Linked DNA regions of Mus musculus: all the other regions are linked to region 2. The links are chromatin contacts, called in public Hi-C and HiChIP or PLAC-seq maps. All regions are on one chromosome and are shown on one strand. The core of a region is the stretch at or near the end of the contact, and the rest is flanking DNA. Distances in the headings are between cores, read along the strand shown.

The links. A called contact is a pair of places that touch in the nucleus more often than the background predicts. HiChIP or PLAC-seq counts read pairs in DNA pulled down with a chosen protein or histone mark.
Region 1: an H3K27ac HiChIP or PLAC-seq map of embryonic stem cells shows a contact between it and region 2, with 14 read pairs. The contact joins two enhancer-like sites. A contact is called at or near these places in 5 of 115 datasets of contacts at active chromatin or transcription factors (bone marrow-derived macrophages, embryonic stem cells, microglia and 1 more).
Region 3: a Hi-C map of CD8 T cells shows a contact between it and region 2, with 3 times the contacts expected there. The contact joins two enhancer-like sites. A contact is called at or near these places in 1 of 484 Hi-C or Micro-C datasets (CD8 T cells) and 2 of 115 datasets of contacts at active chromatin or transcription factors (embryonic stem cells and memory CD8 T cells).

What each region holds. Positions count from the first base shown.
Region 1 is chr2:30,937,377-30,940,076 of GRCm38.p6, forward strand. No RefSeq gene overlaps it. Among named protein-coding and RNA genes, the nearest start is that of Tor1b, 14 kb to the right of the region's middle. Within about 2 kb of position 1,280, at least 15 of the 459 cell types and tissues checked have an H3K27ac peak or open chromatin away from gene starts, as enhancers often do. A contact at or near this core is called in embryonic stem cells, where this site is marked.
Region 2 is chr2:31,067,376-31,070,075 of GRCm38.p6, forward strand. The region is part of intron 6 of Fnbp1 (formin binding protein 1); the gene reads right to left. Among named protein-coding and RNA genes, the nearest start is that of Gm39786, 72 kb to the left of the region's middle. Within about 2 kb of position 1,271, at least 175 of the 459 cell types and tissues checked have an H3K27ac peak or open chromatin away from gene starts, as enhancers often do. A contact at or near this core is called in CD8 T cells and embryonic stem cells, where this site is marked.
Region 3 is chr2:31,257,677-31,260,403 of GRCm38.p6, forward strand. All of the region lies in intron 1 of Ncs1 (neuronal calcium sensor 1), which reads left to right. Among named protein-coding and RNA genes, the nearest start is that of Ncs1, 13 kb to the left of the region's middle. Within about 2 kb of position 1,410, at least 228 of the 459 cell types and tissues checked have an H3K27ac peak or open chromatin away from gene starts, as enhancers often do. A contact at or near this core is called in CD8 T cells, where this site is marked.

The DNA.
Region 1 (2,700 bases), core at 30-2,529, 130 kb before region 2:
AGGAGCTAGAGAAAGTACCCAAGGAGCTGAAGGGGTCTGCAACCCTATAGGTGGAACAATATGAACTAACCAGTACCCCCAGAGCTTGTGTCTCTAGCTGCATATGTAGCAGAAGATGGCCTAGTCGACCATCACTGGAAAGAGAGGCCCATTGGACTTGCAAACTTTATATGCCCCAGTACAGGGGAACGCCAGGGCCAAGAAGTGGGAGTGGGTGGGTAGGGGAGCAGGGCGGGGGGAGGGTATAGGGAACTTTCAGGATAGCGTTTGAAATGTAAATAAAGAAAATATCTAATAATAATAAAAAAAGAATTGTTTACACAAACTTGAGACAGTAGATTCTTGGTATAAGCAGCACAATGCTGTGCCGGGACTGAAACAGGATGTGAGGACAGACAATCAGCGTTTGCATAACACAAGAATAATCTTTACTCAGTGCACAACACTATGCCTACACTAGTCCAACAATGGCCGTTCACCAACACAACGTCCAAGAATCCATCAGTTGTTCAGTCCATGGGGGAAACGGAAACGGACGTGGCAGTGAGAGCGAGGGCAAACAGCAAAGAGCCAGTTTCCTGCTTCCATGTCCTTTGAATAGACTGCCAACAGAAGGTGTGGCCCAGATTTAAGGTGGTTCTCCCCACCTCAAACTATCCAATCAAGGAAAGTCCCTGACAGGTATACTCAGCAGCCTGGGTTTTAGTTAACTCCATATGTAGTCATGTTGACAAGCAAGAACAGCCATCACAAAAGGGAAAATGAACTCCCAAAAGCTGTCCTCTAACCTCCACACTTGCACTGTGACATACACGCACACCCATACATATACACAATAAAGTAAATAAATGTAATTTTTTGTTTGTTTGTCTGTAGCTCTGGTTGATCTGGAACTCATGATGTAGACCAGCCTGTTGTCGTCCTCATAGAGGTTCTCCTACTTCTGCATTCCAAGTGTTAGGATTAAAGGCATGTGCCACCACATTTGGCCAAATGTAATTAAAAGAAGAAAAAAAATGGGAGCTGGAAAGATGGCTGAGCAGTTCAGAGCGCTTGTTTGTCTGCCAAATGTTCTCCCCACTGTGTAAAGTTTACCCTTGCATTATCTCACATGCTGATCTCTCTATCCCACTACCTGGTTTCCACGTGGCTGTGGCTTCTTTATGTTATCCTTAGATGCTCCTGTCCCAAGTTTGCTTAAACATTGCTCCTCATTCATTCGTTCTCTGCCCTGCCAATAAAAGCCAAGGAGCCAATATAGAGCTTTAGAGAGAATAAGGTGGGACTCCCGTTTCTAGGAGGGGTGGAGAAAGGGACAGGAAGGAAGGAGGGGAGCCATGAGGACAGGTCCAGGAAGCCTCAGGAGAAGAGAGCAAAAAGGATGGGAAAACTGCAAGTAAGATGGGAATGTGGTCTGGGAGGAAGCCTGGCTGCCTGGGAGGTTTAGAATGGAGCAATCATTGCTCAGTTCAAGGCTATAGCCTCCCCCAGCCTTGAGCAGGCCGACTCAGACCTGTTCTGCAGCTGTGAATGAGACCATGGAGGGTGGAGTCTTCCGACCCAGGTCTATTGTTCTGCCACCTGTGTTCTTCTCCAAGATGCCCCACTGAGAGGCTGAACCTGTCTTCCTGAGATATTCCTGAGTTAAGCTGACAACCTGTTGATTGGACCTAGTGCTAACAGCTCTGGCAGACCAAGTGCTAACAACTTGGCAGCAAAGCATCAAGAAGCCTGGCGTGGCAGGGGATGGGCCTCCCTCCTTTATAAGCACAGACTCTTAGTAAACATTGGGCCTGGATCAGAAATTTTGTCTTGGTCTCGTTATTTCTCTCGCTGTTTCCTCCCATACAGCTCCAGCCTCCGGCTATACAAGGCAATTAAACTTAAAATGTTTAATTTTAAAAATAAATAAATAAATAAATAAATATACAGAGTGAGTTTCAGGACAGCCAGAGCTACACAGAGAAACTCTGTCTTGAAAAACCTAAATAAATAAATAAATAAATAAATAAATAAAATAATCATTCAATACTTGTTGCTTTTGTAGAGAACCTGGGTTCAGTTCCCAGCACCCACATGGCAGTTCACAACCACCTGTAACTTCAGTTCTAGGAGACCTGACTGTTAGGGTCTAGGTAAAATGTTGAGGCCTAGATAGCTGCTGCCTGCCTAGCCTGCCATTTTGTGCTGTTACCAATGGTATAAGCAAACCTTCCCATGTGCTGTTATTAGGAAGCTTTCTCATGTACTGTTACTAGGAGACTTTCTCATGCCTGAATGAATTGCAGATTCTGTGATGTGCTGGGCTTTGGTGATCTTGGGATCCAATCACGTAGAGGTCAGCTGGAACTGCTTTGTATAGTTAGCCGCAGTAAGCTTGGACCTGAACCGACCTCGCCTCAGCACTTCCTGCCCTGTGTGTGAGCTTTTATGGTTGTTCATAAGCTGCCCCTGGGATGGACCCAGCATAAGAGAGACACTTGCACCAATGTAAGAAGCCATTTGGAGAGAGACGTCCATTTGAGTAGGGGTCGAGGATAGTTTTAACTCCCGAGATGTCCCTTGGAACTGACATCCTGGTTGGCAAGTAAGACATGAATGTTAGGCCAGGCTAGTCCCCACCACAGCTGAATACCCCAACCAATGGGAGCAGGATAAGGGTACCACAAAGATATGCTCCTAAGGAAACCCCCTACCCCT
Region 2 (2,700 bases), core at 21-2,520:
TAGTAATTTGAACTGATAATTGGAAACTAGGGCTGGAATTTGGCTCAGGGCCTGCTTCGCATGCACAAGGGTTAGATCAGTCTCTGCATTAATAAGTAAACAGATAAACAGAACCCAATGTCCAATCTGGTTCAAAAAGAATAATGTGGGCTAGGTGTGGTGTAACACACCTTTAATCCCAGCACTCAGGAAGCAGAAGCAAGAGGATCTCGGTGAGTTTGAGGCTAGCCTGGTCTACAAAGTGAGTTCCAGGCTAGCCAAGGATACACAGTGAGACCATGTCTCAGAATAACAACATAATAATGATGATGAAAAAAAATTAATGAAAAGAAATGAAAGCTTCATAGCTTTATATAATGTTTTAAAGACGTCAAAACTATATTTTAAGATTTATTTTTAATTGTGTGTGTGAGGGGGAGAGCAAGTGAGTGCAGCTGTCTGTGGAAGCCAGAAGAGAGTCGGATGCCCTGGAGGTGGAATTGTAGGTGGTTGTGAGCCTCCTGATGTGGGTGGTGAGTCCTCTGCAAGAGCAGCAAGTGTCCTTAAGCTTTCTCTTCAGCTTCTAAAGCACACCCAATGCACACTCAACCGGGATCAAACCTACTAACACACACACACACACACACACACACACACACACACACACACACACACACAAGCTGTACCACAAGCTAGCGGTGTGGTGCATGCCTTTAATCCCAGCACTCAGGAGCCAGAGACAGGCGGATCTCTGCCAGCCTGGTCTACAGAGCGAGGTCAGCCAGAGCTGCACAGAGAAACCCTGGGTGGGGGTGGGGGTGGGGAGCTGTACCTCAATGCTAGTCCACCGGCATGAACAATATTTATAGCCTAATTGAATTATTAAGGAATATCATCCTTTGTCCGAGTCAGAGGTTGGAGAGGCAAGCTTGCCTCTGAGGACCGGCTCTGTGAAGCCAGCAGAGGGGGGAGGGGCAGGAACAAGGGAGAAGAAGCCAGTCTTTGTCCTGTCATGTGGTGGTGTAAGTGGCATTGTTGAACTTTTCCAGCAAAGGGTTGCATCTAGAATACATTTTCAACTTCAAAACTAAGAGACAATTTCTATTCAGTCAGAGTGCTGGGAGCTGGTGTTGGGAACGGCTAGGCCAAGGGCTTGCCAAACAATGCAGTCTGTCTGGGATAAATTATGAGGCAGTGAAAACACAAAACAGAAAAAACTTCAAAATAAGTTAACCAAAGAAATATGCCTGAACTATTCCAGCAATTTCCTCAAGTTGTTTTTTTTTTTTTTTTCTTTCCAGTCTTACAGAGTTCCAGTCCCAGGACTGCGGGTTACTCTGGTGCACAGTCATTGAAATAGGAGAAAGCAAAACAAAAAAACCCAAAACAGAAAGACAGCAAATGAGACCAGGATCTCCATCCGGAGGCCATTCACTTGCTAAACAGGGCTATAAAAGGCTTTCTGTTGCCCCGTACCCCAGTTACCCAAAGTAGAATTCAAAATCTCTGTTAACTCAAGCAGAAAGGCAGCTTCTGCGAGCTGCACAGGCTGTGCAGTCTCCTGTCCAGAGAGGAGACCGGAAACAGTCCTGGTGTGAGCTCACACTCGCCGTGGTAATGAGTCACGGTCCCTAGGACGAGACCGTGCTCCCCCCCACCCCCTGGCTTCTACACTGCCATTGCAGCAGTCAGGAGTGTTTTCATCATGGGGTGTTTGAAACTGATATCTCACTATGTAGCTAGCCCTTGGTAGCCTGGAATGGAACTTTCCATGGAGACCAGGCTGGCCTCGAACTCACAGACACCCGCCTGCCTCTGTCTCCTGAGGGCTGGGACTCCACTCCCTCCACCTTTTCTCAACAGCCAACTCCACCCAGGGCCCCCAAAGCTCCCAACACCCATTGCCAAGGATGCTCTGGAGAAAGGTGAAGGGCAAGGGCACACAGCCAGCCTAGGCCACCGGGGTTAACATAACAGCGCTGCATTTGCTTCTCTGGGTCATGGTAGAGACACTTAAAGGGTTTGTAAATGCAGCTTTAGAAAAGAAACACCCTAAAGGAGGCTCACACAGAGTCCTGCTCATACAGAAACAAAACCAACATTGTCTTAGGGTTTCCATTGCTGCGACGAAGCACCATGACCAAAAAGCTAGTTAGGGAGGGGAGGGTTTCTTTGGTCTACAATTCTACATTGCTGCTCATCATCTGAGGAAGTCACAGTGGGAACTCGAACAGGGTAGGCGCTGATGCAGAGGCCATGGAGGGGTGCTGCTTACTGACCTGCTCAGCCTACCCAGGACCAGCTCAGGGATGGCACCACCCACAGTGGGCTGGCCCTCTCTCATTGATCAGATAACCAAAAAAAAATGCCTTACAGTGGGATCTCAAGGAGACAGTTCCTCAAGGGAGGCTCCTTCCTCTCTGAGGACACTAACTCATGTCAAGTTGACACATAAACCAAGCCAATACAAACATGCTTCCTTTATTTTATTTTATTTTATTTTATTTTTCTCTTTGGTGTGTGCGCATGTGTGTGCGCGCACCTTCGCGGTTGGTGAGTACATGTGCATGTGTATGTACTTGAGCTGGAGCCCAGGGTATTGTTCCTCAGGCACCAGCCACATTTCTTTATTGACAGCCTGTCACTGGCCCCAAACTCACCAACTAGGCTAGTGTGCCTGGCCAGCAAGCCCTAGGATCCAACCTGTCCTCACCTCCCTAG
Region 3 (2,727 bases), core at 160-2,659, 190 kb after region 2:
GTTCCTCTGGCTGCCCCTTTAGTTCTCATTTCCTGGTTGAGAAAGTGGTTTTAGGCTACCTGCCTCAGTTTACCCTGTGGTACTGACACAAGGGAACATGGACTGTTGGTTCTCTGGCTTATACGGCATCCATAATGTGGTGGAGAAACAGAAGTGAGGCCAGTTTAAATGTCAAGACAAGCTGTTGGTACAATGGGGGACGTATGTATGCAGCATAGGCACCTGTGGGAGGGCTTAAGTGGCATGTCAGCTTAGCATCTTGTGTACTCCTTCCCTGATGGAGGCAGGAGGAGGTCAGGGTAGAGGAGATTTGGGCCAGCAGCTTCGCCTGATACCAGTGTCAGGACAGGGTTACTCTCAGGACCTGTGTCCTGGACGTGGTCTAGGAGGAAGATGATGCTGGTGACAGCAGTCCTGTGCTGGGCCCACCAAGCATGCTAAGCTGGACAGGAAAGGAGGAGAGCTGCCAGGTTAGAGATAGGCCTAGCTATGAGTGCACACATGCATCAATACATGCATTCATGTATATGTGTGTGTGTGTGTGTGTGTGTGTGTGTGTGTGTGCGAGTGTGTGCGCTCACACGTGCATGCATACACATATGGAAGACATAGACACAGGCTGGGTGTTTTCTCAACTGCTTTCTACCTGATTTCTTGAACAGATCTGTCACTGAGCCTGGAGCTCACCATTGGCTAGACTGGCCAAGGGTCCCTGCCTCTTCTCCCCCCTCCCACCCACCACACTCTGTCCTGGGATGCTGGGGATCTCAACTCAGTCCCTCATCATTTCAGAGCAGACATTTTACCCATTGGGCCATCTCCCCAGCCCCCTTTCCTCTGTCCTTCCTTCCCTTCTCCCCTCTCTCCTTCCTTCTTTTCTTGACAGCATCTCATGTAGCCCAGGTTGGCTTCAAACTCCCTGTGTAGCTGAGGATAGCCTTGAACCTCATGCCTCCACCTTCAGCAGTGGCACTACCACTCCTGGTCTGTGAGGCGCTGGGACCTATTCTAGGACCTTGTGCGCACTGGGCAAGCGCACGCTAGCTTCCTAAGCTTCAGGTTCACGTCCACGAAGGACAGGAGGCATCTGTTCCAGTAGGTGCCTGCCGAGATTGGTGTGCAGTGGCTAACCCCCTGAAGTCCGTGTCCTCTCCCAGCCCCCACAGAGAAGCGGCTTGGGAAACAGGCCGTAAGTGGCTGGGAATACTCTATAGACCTAGAAGATGAAGGCAGCAGCGAGTGCAGTGGTCAAGGTCACAGCCTGACTTGGTGCTGCAAGCTTCTATCTGCCCATCTGCACCTGTCACTTTGACGGGTGACTGACAGCAGCCACCCTCCTGCCCAGCCAGTTTGGGGTCCTCCAGTACCTCGGAACCACTAGCTCAGCGGTGAGTCACTGGGGTGCCTCCTCCTTGGAGATCAGGGCCACGCCCCTACCCTGGCTCTTAAAGGGCCAGCTCCAGAAGCAGCACTAGAGCATATTTGCTTAGAGCTGTTATGTATTTCAGTCCTCCTGGCCTGACGCCCGGGAATTCATGGCCAGAACTTTCCAGGGTCTCTGCTGGAGCTAGACCTCAGCGTCTGCCGATGGGTTTCTGGAGCAGGGTCGCTGCATGGATCGGGAGGGGAGGAGTGGGAGGGGCTAGCTGAAGGCGGGGCTACTTCACTCCAGCATGGTCCCTGCCAGTTCAGCTAGTTATCCTCTCAGTAGGGCATTGCACCCTTCTTTGGGGGAGATGGGTCTCATTAGGGATCCCTCATCACCCTTTCCCCAATCCTGTTCTGGGCTCCACAGGCTGTGACATTCCCAACCGTGACTGACCAGGAGTGCCTGAGCTGTGAATGGCGGTCAGCCTGGTGTGTCACCAACCATGGGCTGGGGGAGGGGATCTGGAGGGCATGAGCGGAAGTGGGAAGGTGGGCTGTAGGAAGGAGGTCTCCTGACCAGAGCGGTTCCTGGGGTAGAGGCAGGAATGCCCAGGTCCTACCAGTAGGACCTGCCATGCTCTGCTTATCCTGTGGCTGCGGTGACACCTTTATTAATAGTGGCAGTTGCTAATGCTTCAGGACACCTGTCGTGTTCCCTCTGCCCGGATGACAACAGCCTCCTGTGGCTAAGGCTTTGTTCCAGCAGCATGTGGCCACCTGAGGCACCTCTGTGCTCTGTGAGGTCAGAGCTGGGCGGGCAGCTGCTTTCTCCTAGTTGCAGTTCCACAACTGACTGTGCGCTGTAAACTTTTGCCTGTCAGAGGACTGCTTTCTGCCTCTGGGCAAGCCTCTATACAGCCTTTCCCTCCACCCTGGTTACTGCTCCCCCATGTCCAGACAGGGTTCCATGTAGCCCAGGCTAGCCTCCAACTTGCCCTCTGATGCTCTTCCTCCCAAGTGCTGGATTCACAGTGAGCACCACAATGACCTGTCTTATAGGGCGCTGGGATGGAACACAGCTCTGTGCACACTGGGCGAGCACTCTACTAAGTGAGCTTTTATCACTCTGGTCTTTCTTACCACATGGGTGAGTAGACAGCTTTGTACTTCAGGTCTGTCCTGGTTATATGAGGAGCTTGGAGGACAGGAGCCATGGGGGTCACTGCTGTACCTCCAAAGCCCCACTCAGGGTGTGGCCTGCTGTGATTGTTAGATGAGGAACTTAAAACTCCTGTGTCTTAATCTCATCTTACCAGGAAGGCATCACTGCTCCCATTTTTCACAGGAGGAAACTGAGGC